2 separate regions of the Rattus norvegicus genome follow, and region 1 is linked to region 2. A link is a contact called in public Hi-C data. All regions are on one chromosome and are shown on one strand. The core of a region is the stretch at or near the end of the contact, and the rest is flanking DNA. Distances in the headings are between cores, read along the strand shown. Region 1 holds the start of Ccdc142 (coiled-coil domain containing 142). Region 2 holds the start of Hk2 (hexokinase 2).

What was found. A called contact is a pair of places that touch in the nucleus more often than the background predicts.
Region 1: a Hi-C map of hepatocytes shows a contact between it and region 2, with 2.1 times the contacts expected there. The contact joins the promoter of Ccdc142 here to the promoter of Hk2 in region 2. A contact is called at or near these places in 2 of 12 Hi-C or Micro-C datasets (hepatocytes and mammary epithelial cells).

The regions. Positions count from the first base shown.
Region 1 is chr4:117,162,303-117,166,330 of GRCr8, forward strand. It overlaps Ccdc142 (coiled-coil domain containing 142), which reads left to right and starts at 1,753. Exons shown (of 9, transcript XM_008763085.4): 1 at 1,753-4,028. The coding sequence starts at 3,953.
Region 2 is chr4:116,839,200-116,842,723 of GRCr8, forward strand. Hk2 (hexokinase 2) reads right to left here and starts at 2,076. Exons shown (of 18, transcript NM_012735.2): 1 at 1,818-2,076. The coding sequence starts at 1,880.

The sequences.
Region 1 (4,028 bases), core at 503-3,002, 320 kb after region 2:
CTTTTTACAAAAATATGACCTCACACTTAAATTACTGCCTACAGTTCTCTCATACTCATTTTCTTTCTTATTACATTCCTCCAAATAAGAGCTGAATCTAAATAACAGACATGACACCCTGTAACAAAATAAGATGACAGTACACCTGCTTTTGGCCACCAACCTTTTTCACTGCAAGTCTTGAGCTAGCCTTTTCTTTGCTCAGATTTGGACAACTTTTTTTTCTTCCTCTGGATAGGAAGAAAATAATTTATAATTTAGTAAGAGTCCTGACATCGTGTCAAAATGACCCAGATGTTAGGGAATACAACCTTGCAAGCACGAGATGGCAGAAATGGCAGAAAACAAAGTAATACGGAGCCAAAATTCTCTGCATGTTAACTCTGTAACTGCAATTCTAGATGAGACATTTATTAATCTCTTTTAATCCCCATTGGAAGGAGTGATTATTTCTTTTTCTTTCTAAGCCAGGACATGGCCTCCCTCTCCCCTCCACTTGTAACACTGGGTTTCTTCTTTCTCCCTGGAGTCTCTCTTCTGTCTTATTTCCTTTGAGGTTTCTGTTTGGTGATTTGGGCCTTGGCTTCCTGGAGCCTTACCTACCCTCATTAATCTGATTTACGGTTGTCAACAGCATCTAAGCTTTCTGCTTTGTTTCTCCTTGACCCTTCTTACACAGGCCTTTTGCAGCCTCTGAAGAACTGCATTCCTGCCTCTCTGGTCCTCCATCTTTTCTCTTTTTTTCCAGTCTGGCTGCTTAGTGGTTAGTTACAAAGTGTAAATTTAGCATCCCTTGTTCCAAAGGCACCCTTATGTTTAATTTCAAATATTTTTTCATCTTGCTTTAAACCTTTCTAGAAACACTGTGAGCCCACCTTCTTTTCCTGCTGTACATTAAGGCTTCTTTTGCTTAATGTCCCCTTGGTGATGGTATGATGGCCTCTGAATGACGGCCAACCTATTTCACACATGGTCCAGAGCTCTCCTTGAGACAGTTGAGCTTCATCTGGACTTTGCATGTTTTTTGTCCTCTACCTGGGGTGTTCTTCCCCAGGCAAATGGGTTGACTCTCTTGTCTCTTTTAGATCTTAGCTTAAATGTCACCTCCTCATTAGGTTAGCTCTAATCACTCCTTTAAAAAAGAAAGGGAAGGGGTTGGGGATTTAGCTCAGTGGTGGTAGAGCGCTTGCCTAGGAAGCACAAGGCCCTGGGTTCGGTCCCCAGCTCCGGAAAAAAAAGAAAGAGAAACCTTTTAATTTCATTGTACTCCCTGTTTATACATCTCACATGTAACAAACTGCTATGTGTGGCTGGTGCCTCCACTAGATACTGCTAATTATTGAATAGAAGGATTTTTATTTTATTCATTATTACTGGTGAGTGTGTGTGTGCACACGCGCACGCGCGCGCAAAGGTATGATTCTCTTTCCACCATGTGAGGTCCAGAGATCAAACTTAAGCTGTCATCTCACCAGGACTCTCAAAACGAAATCAAAGATTCTAGCGGATGACTACATGTTTGAAATAAAAGAAGGGCTGTGAAAGGATTCTCAAGATTTTTTTTAAAGATTTATTTATTTTATTTATATGTTAGTACACTGTAGTTCTCTTCAGACACTTCAGAAGAGAGCATCCCATTACAGATGGTTGTGAGCCACCATGTGGTTGCTGGGAATTGAACTCAGGACCTCTGGAAGAGCAGTCAGTGCTCTTAACCGCTGAGCCATCTCTCCAGCCCCAAGATTTTTTTTTTTATTAAGCAAACAGAAGTTTGTGTGATGAGTCAAAAGCCCTACCAAATAAAAGATAACTTTAAAATATTTTCTTCTATTTTTAAATTATATGTATCTCTGTGAGCATGAGAAGGTGCCTCCAGAGACATCGGAGCCCCAGGAAGTTACAGGCTGTTTCAAGCCAACTGAACAAGGGTCCTCTACACGAGCAGTTGCGCTGAGGCATCTCTTCAGCTTCAATTAATTTTGAGACGTCCTAACTTTGGAGGCAGGGTTCATGAATCTGCAGCTAGAGCCAATTTTTTTTTTTTTAAAGATTTACTTTATTTATATGTGTACACTGTAGCCTGTAGCTATCTTTAGATGCACCAGAAGAGGGCATCAGATCTCATTATAGATGGTTGTGAGCCACCATGTGGTTGCTGGGAATTGAACTCAGGACCTTTGGAAGAGCAGTCGGTGCTCTTAACCGTAGAGCCAATTTTTGTGTGACCTGAAAGAGATTGGTATTAGCTCAGGACGACCAACCCCCTGCTCTAGACCAAGTTCTCAACACGAAAGAGATTTATTTGCCCTAGAGGGATAAAGGGCAGGTAATAAGGGATAAAAACAGGAGATAGAGGACCAAAGGAAAAGAGGAAGGGAACAAAGGAGAGGAGATAAAAGGGCCAAGGTATTTTTCCTGGAGGACAAAGGGCTGCTCTGGATAGAGGAGACAGAAGTGGCCCATAGACAAACAGAGGTTTATAACAGTAAAGGGGGAACCCTGTGTTAGGATGAGGTGTTTAATTTTGATTGGGCGTGTTAATTGGATGAACTAAAGGAGGTTTTGATTACTGGACTTCAGTATTTTGATAGCTGAACCTTTGTAGTCAGCCTCGGGAAAAAGAAGTGGCCAATTAAGGGAATAGACCTTGGTAGCTAGCATTAGGAATATAACAACATGGGGGTTTTTGTCTTGTTTTGTTTTCCCCATTTTGTTTTGTTTTGTTTTGTTTTGTTTTGTTTAGCAAGGCAGAGAGAATGGAAGAGGAGGGAATGGTTCTGCCAGAACCACGCCCACATTCAAGTTCGCCATAGTCTCTTCATAACCTGTATCTTTAGTCTGAGGACTTGTTGACTCTGAGATTCTAGAAATGAATGACAAGGAAAGCAGCTGTATATTTAGCTTGTCAGTGATTTCGTATCTGATCCTTCTGTTTCTCTCTCAGTAACTGTACCAACTACTTCAGGCATCCGACCCCCACCCCCGTCCTTTCATGCCACTCTCAGAGACTGGGTCTCACACTGTAGCCTAGGCTAACCTGAAACTGTATAGGCCAAGCATCGATCAACCTTCTGTCTCAGCCTCTTGAGTGCTGGTCAGTAATAATATTCTTTTTTCCTTGCTTCAGGGTCTTGTCCTCTGTTCACAATATTTTTCCAAAGGCGCTTGTAACCACTGCCTAGACCTCAAACTGGAGATCTTTAAATGTCAATTTTGCCCAGCTTAGAGCGTTACAGCAACAGCAGCCCGAGGACCCCTTGCTGTTTGTTCCTTTGCCTAGGATCTTTAAGAGTAGGGCCCGAACCTGCTGGTTCCCAAAGCTCTCAGAGATGACTGAAAGAAAACATGAAGGAGGTTGAGGCTGGCTGTGGTGATATACATACACATACTAATAACTTCAGCAGAGGAAGCCGAGGCAGGCAGACAACTGTGAGCTTTAGACCAGCCTGGTCTACATGAGAGTTTTAGGATAGCTAGGAACATGCATACTGAGACTCAAAGAGAACAAAACAGCACGCCCACAAACGAACATGAAGACATGATCAAAGCAAAAGGAAGCTGAGGTCTTGCTTTCCTCTTTTCTGTAGTAGATCTCCGCAGGGCCCCAGAGGGCAGACCACAGGAAGGTGGTACATTAGGGAGTCTGAGATGGAGGGGCCATGGGTCTCTTGCCGTCAGGTCACACTACTCACCTAGGTTGACTTTCGCTACAGAGTTTAGCATCAGCGCCACCTCCCGTCAATGGTGACTAGAAAGTCTAGCTATAATTGGATGCCCGCGAAAGGCCGGGCGTAAAAAGTAAGTGGGTGGCCATCTTTGTTAGGGGCAGAGGCCACGGCTACGGAGCCTCAGTGAGTCCACGAAACTTCCGGCGGCTAGCTGGTGAGTCCTGGTGCCCCACGGGAAGCGTGAGAGCGGCGAACGTTAGCTTCGTTTGGGACTCGCCGTACAAATGGCCCGGGCGTCCCGCTCTAGTGGCCTTCTACCGCCAATCACTAACGTACCCCCGTCGTGGGCGCAGCCCCTGG
Region 2 (3,524 bases), core at 826-3,325:
AGTGTAAAGAACCTAAAAGAACAAAAGGTTCAAATTGTGGTGTTCAGTCAGTCACCATAAAATGGGATGGGCACAGTCATCTGCATCTTGTAGGAATAGGCCTCCCAAGAGGCTCTGGGTCCTAAGGTGAACGAACCACAAGACAGGAGTTAGAACTCACTTCCAGAGACTCCCATGTCACTCCTAGGAACAGATGACTCCACCAAATGTCCCCTAGGAGTGTCTGTGGTGCTTCCACGGTTCCATCACCGGGAGAGAAAGTTCATAAAAAGAATTCAGACGTCCAAAAGGGAAATTCACTCTCCACAGGATTAAGGAGTCTTCCTCCACTTTGTGATTTAGGAATTGTCAAGATATGGTTGAATCAAGAATAGGGGGGAAAAAGAATAGATAAACCCCAATGGAGTCTGCAAAAATCGAGCCAACCTAAAGGCAAATTTCTAAACCTTATTAAAGTGCAGGATCACATTCCAAGATACTAGAGAAACTCAAATTAATCAGGTGCCTCTCTTAAATCTGGAGGTTCATCTGCCAGGACCTTGGAAACATCAAAGACAACCTATCATCCTGTCCCACGCACTCAGGACCATGAGAAAGAGGGTGGGAGGGCTAGAACGTGGTCAAGGCACTTTCTCTAAAATCTGTTCTTGTTAGACACTAATTTTAAATGTGTAACTGAGCAACGGTTCGCAGCAATTCTAACACAAACCTCTGGACAGCAGCCCCCCTCCCCCGGCCCCCGCCCCATACTAGACCATTCCCTCTCTTAAATCCTGGACTAGGGCCCAGGACAGGAACCAATCCCGTAATCCTGGGTATTTTAGAAACTCAATTCTCCCGGGAGTTAGAGCGCTCGGGGCCTGGCTCCGATCCACCCCCACCTCCCTAGCCTGAAGCCGAATGTGAGGCTCCAAGCAGGGCCCGAGGCTCTTTCTTATGTAAATGACGCTCCCTGAGAGCTGGAGTTTGCCGGGACCGCAGAGTGAGGTGGGGCTCAGGAGGGTCAGAGCTATTAAAGGTTCATTTTCAGAGACCAAGAAAAAAAACAAAAACAAATTAAAAAAAAAAAAAGAAACTTTGGGAATCGTGGGGTGGGAAGGTGAGTCCACTCCGTGTAACTTTTAGTAGCAAATCAGAAAATACTACCCAAAATCCGCCCCCAACTCGGAGGCCAGACACGGGGACGAGAGGCGGGGCGGTCCCCAGGAAGGTCTGCTGTGAGGGGGCGCCCCTTTCGAGCCTCAGTTCCGGGCAGTTCAGTTCCGGGGAGGGGGCGCGGCAGGCCGGTCTTTCTGCGCCCTTTCCCGCTCCTTCCTGGGTGGCTCTCTCCCCCACGCCACCCCCGATCCACCTCCAAGGGGCGCCACGAGGAACCCATGGCCTCTCCAACGCATCCTTAAGTTTAAGAGGGCCGGGCCTCAGCTGCTACACGCTTCCACCCCGCCTCCTCCCCTACGCTGGATCCTTCCCCACGTGCTCCTTCCGGAACTCGGGCTGCAGAAGGGGGCTCCTCCCACGTGGGCGCAGCAGTCTCAGACTACGTGCAGGGCGGCCGGCCCGTCTAGAAATTAGGGGCTTTAAGGGTGGGGAGGATGCTCGCGGATCCCGGGAAAGTGGGAGTATCGGTGATGCGCGGCCGGGCCACGAGGGTGCCTAGCAGACGTGGTTTCTGGCGCTCAGGACTTTCCCAGCTACTCAGACTGGTTCCACGTCCCCAGCCCCGGAGGAGGAAGCAGGTCCTCTGCGTGCTCCAGATTCCCGGAGAGCACGCAACTTGGTCCGAAGCGAGCCAGCAGCTCCCGCCCGTGCCGACTTACCTTCTGCACTTGGTTTTGGTTGAGCTCCGTGAATAAGCAGGCGATCATATGCGAGGCGATCATCCTGCTGCGGCGAGTCGGGGTCGAGTAGAGAAACCGAGGCTCGAGCGCTACCGGTGGAGCGGGCAGAGCAGTTCGACCGCTTTGAAACCAGGCCCGGGTGTCCGGCTGGGATCGGAGACTCCAGGAGCCACACAAAGAAGCTTAACCACGATGGCTCACCAGCTGAGGGCCTCGCGTTTCCAGAAACAGGTTTTCCTCCTTTTTTCTTTTCCTTTTTTTTTTTTTTTTTAAGTCACAACTACTAGAAGGCACCTAAGTCTCACTCCTGCCGACCGGTCTAGTTGCTCAGCGTCCCGTCGCTAACTTCGCCCACGGGATCCGTAAGGCTCAACTTCGCAAAAATGACAGTTCTGTTCCTCTCGGGCGATCGCACCTTATCAGAGTCACTGGAGTGATGCTCCTGCCTTCGGGTCTCCTAAGCGGGATAACTCCGTGTAGCCTGTGGTGTCCTGAGACTCTAGCACTGGAGTTGGTGCAACAATGTGGCTTATTGAGGGGCTGCCGGCTCTTTGGGCCGCCCAAGACAGTGACGTGGGCGCGCTCATTGGCTGCGGGAAGAGGGTGTGTGCGCTCTCCGGCTGCCCGCCCGCAGTCCACAGCCAATCAGCGCCCAGAGCCCGCGGGCGCGGCTGCTCCAGCACCCAAGCAGGCGGCGGGAGAGACGCGCCCGAGGCTAGGGGCGGAGCCGGGCGCCAGAGTTGGGACGTGTGTTCCGTGGCTAGAGCCCGGGACTCCAGGGCGCATGAGCCACCGCCGCGTCAGGCTGGGCTTCGGGTGGGGGGCGCGTGATCACGGACCCAAGAGATGTTGGGAGACTGGAAAGACAAGTGATCCTAGCAGCACACGCCACAATCTGGTATCTGAGGATCATGTGAGGGGCCGCCAGTGCCCTGTCACAAGTCTGAAGCACCTTGATTCTCATCCTAATTGTGGCTCAACGAGTCTGCAGATCCCTGAAGCAAAGCCATTACAAAAGTCAGCCCTTCGTAATCGTCACACCTATAGCATATGTTTTACAAATTAGGGAACTAGGCACTGTGCTGTTAATGAGCTTTGCCCAAGGTCACATCGCCAACAAGTGGTAGGTGAAGACAGAACACGTCTCACTCTGAAATGCAATCTCCCCACCCTGGTATATTATCCCGCCTTTCTTGAAGCCAGGAAAGTAAAAGGCTGGAGAGAAACCTTGTCAGGAGCTAGGACTGATAGGCGGGAGGAGAAAGTGCATGTGTAACTGCTTGGCTCAAGTGGTGTGAATTGGTTTATAGAGGCTGAGAAGAGCCCACCTCTACCTCAGCTCACGCCTGACACCAGACTCTTAAGTTCACATAGATGAGTAGACGCCAGCGATATTGAAGTAGCACCTCAAATGGCATGAGGTTGTTGCTGGTGGAGAATGGGAAACCTGGGAGTTGGAAAGTTACATGGAAAGAAGACAGGGCCTACCATTTCCAAACAGTCTCGCTCCCCAAGCTCTCTCCCCACCTCTGGAGTGGCATGGGCCACTACTGGAGATCAAAGCACTCTGCCGACTGAAGTACACCCCAGCCCACGTTGCTCTGCTGGGCCGCTTCTACCATGTTCTCTGGTGTGGTTCATCTATTCCCTCGATGGGCGATTCCTCCCAGCACTGTCGACAGCAGT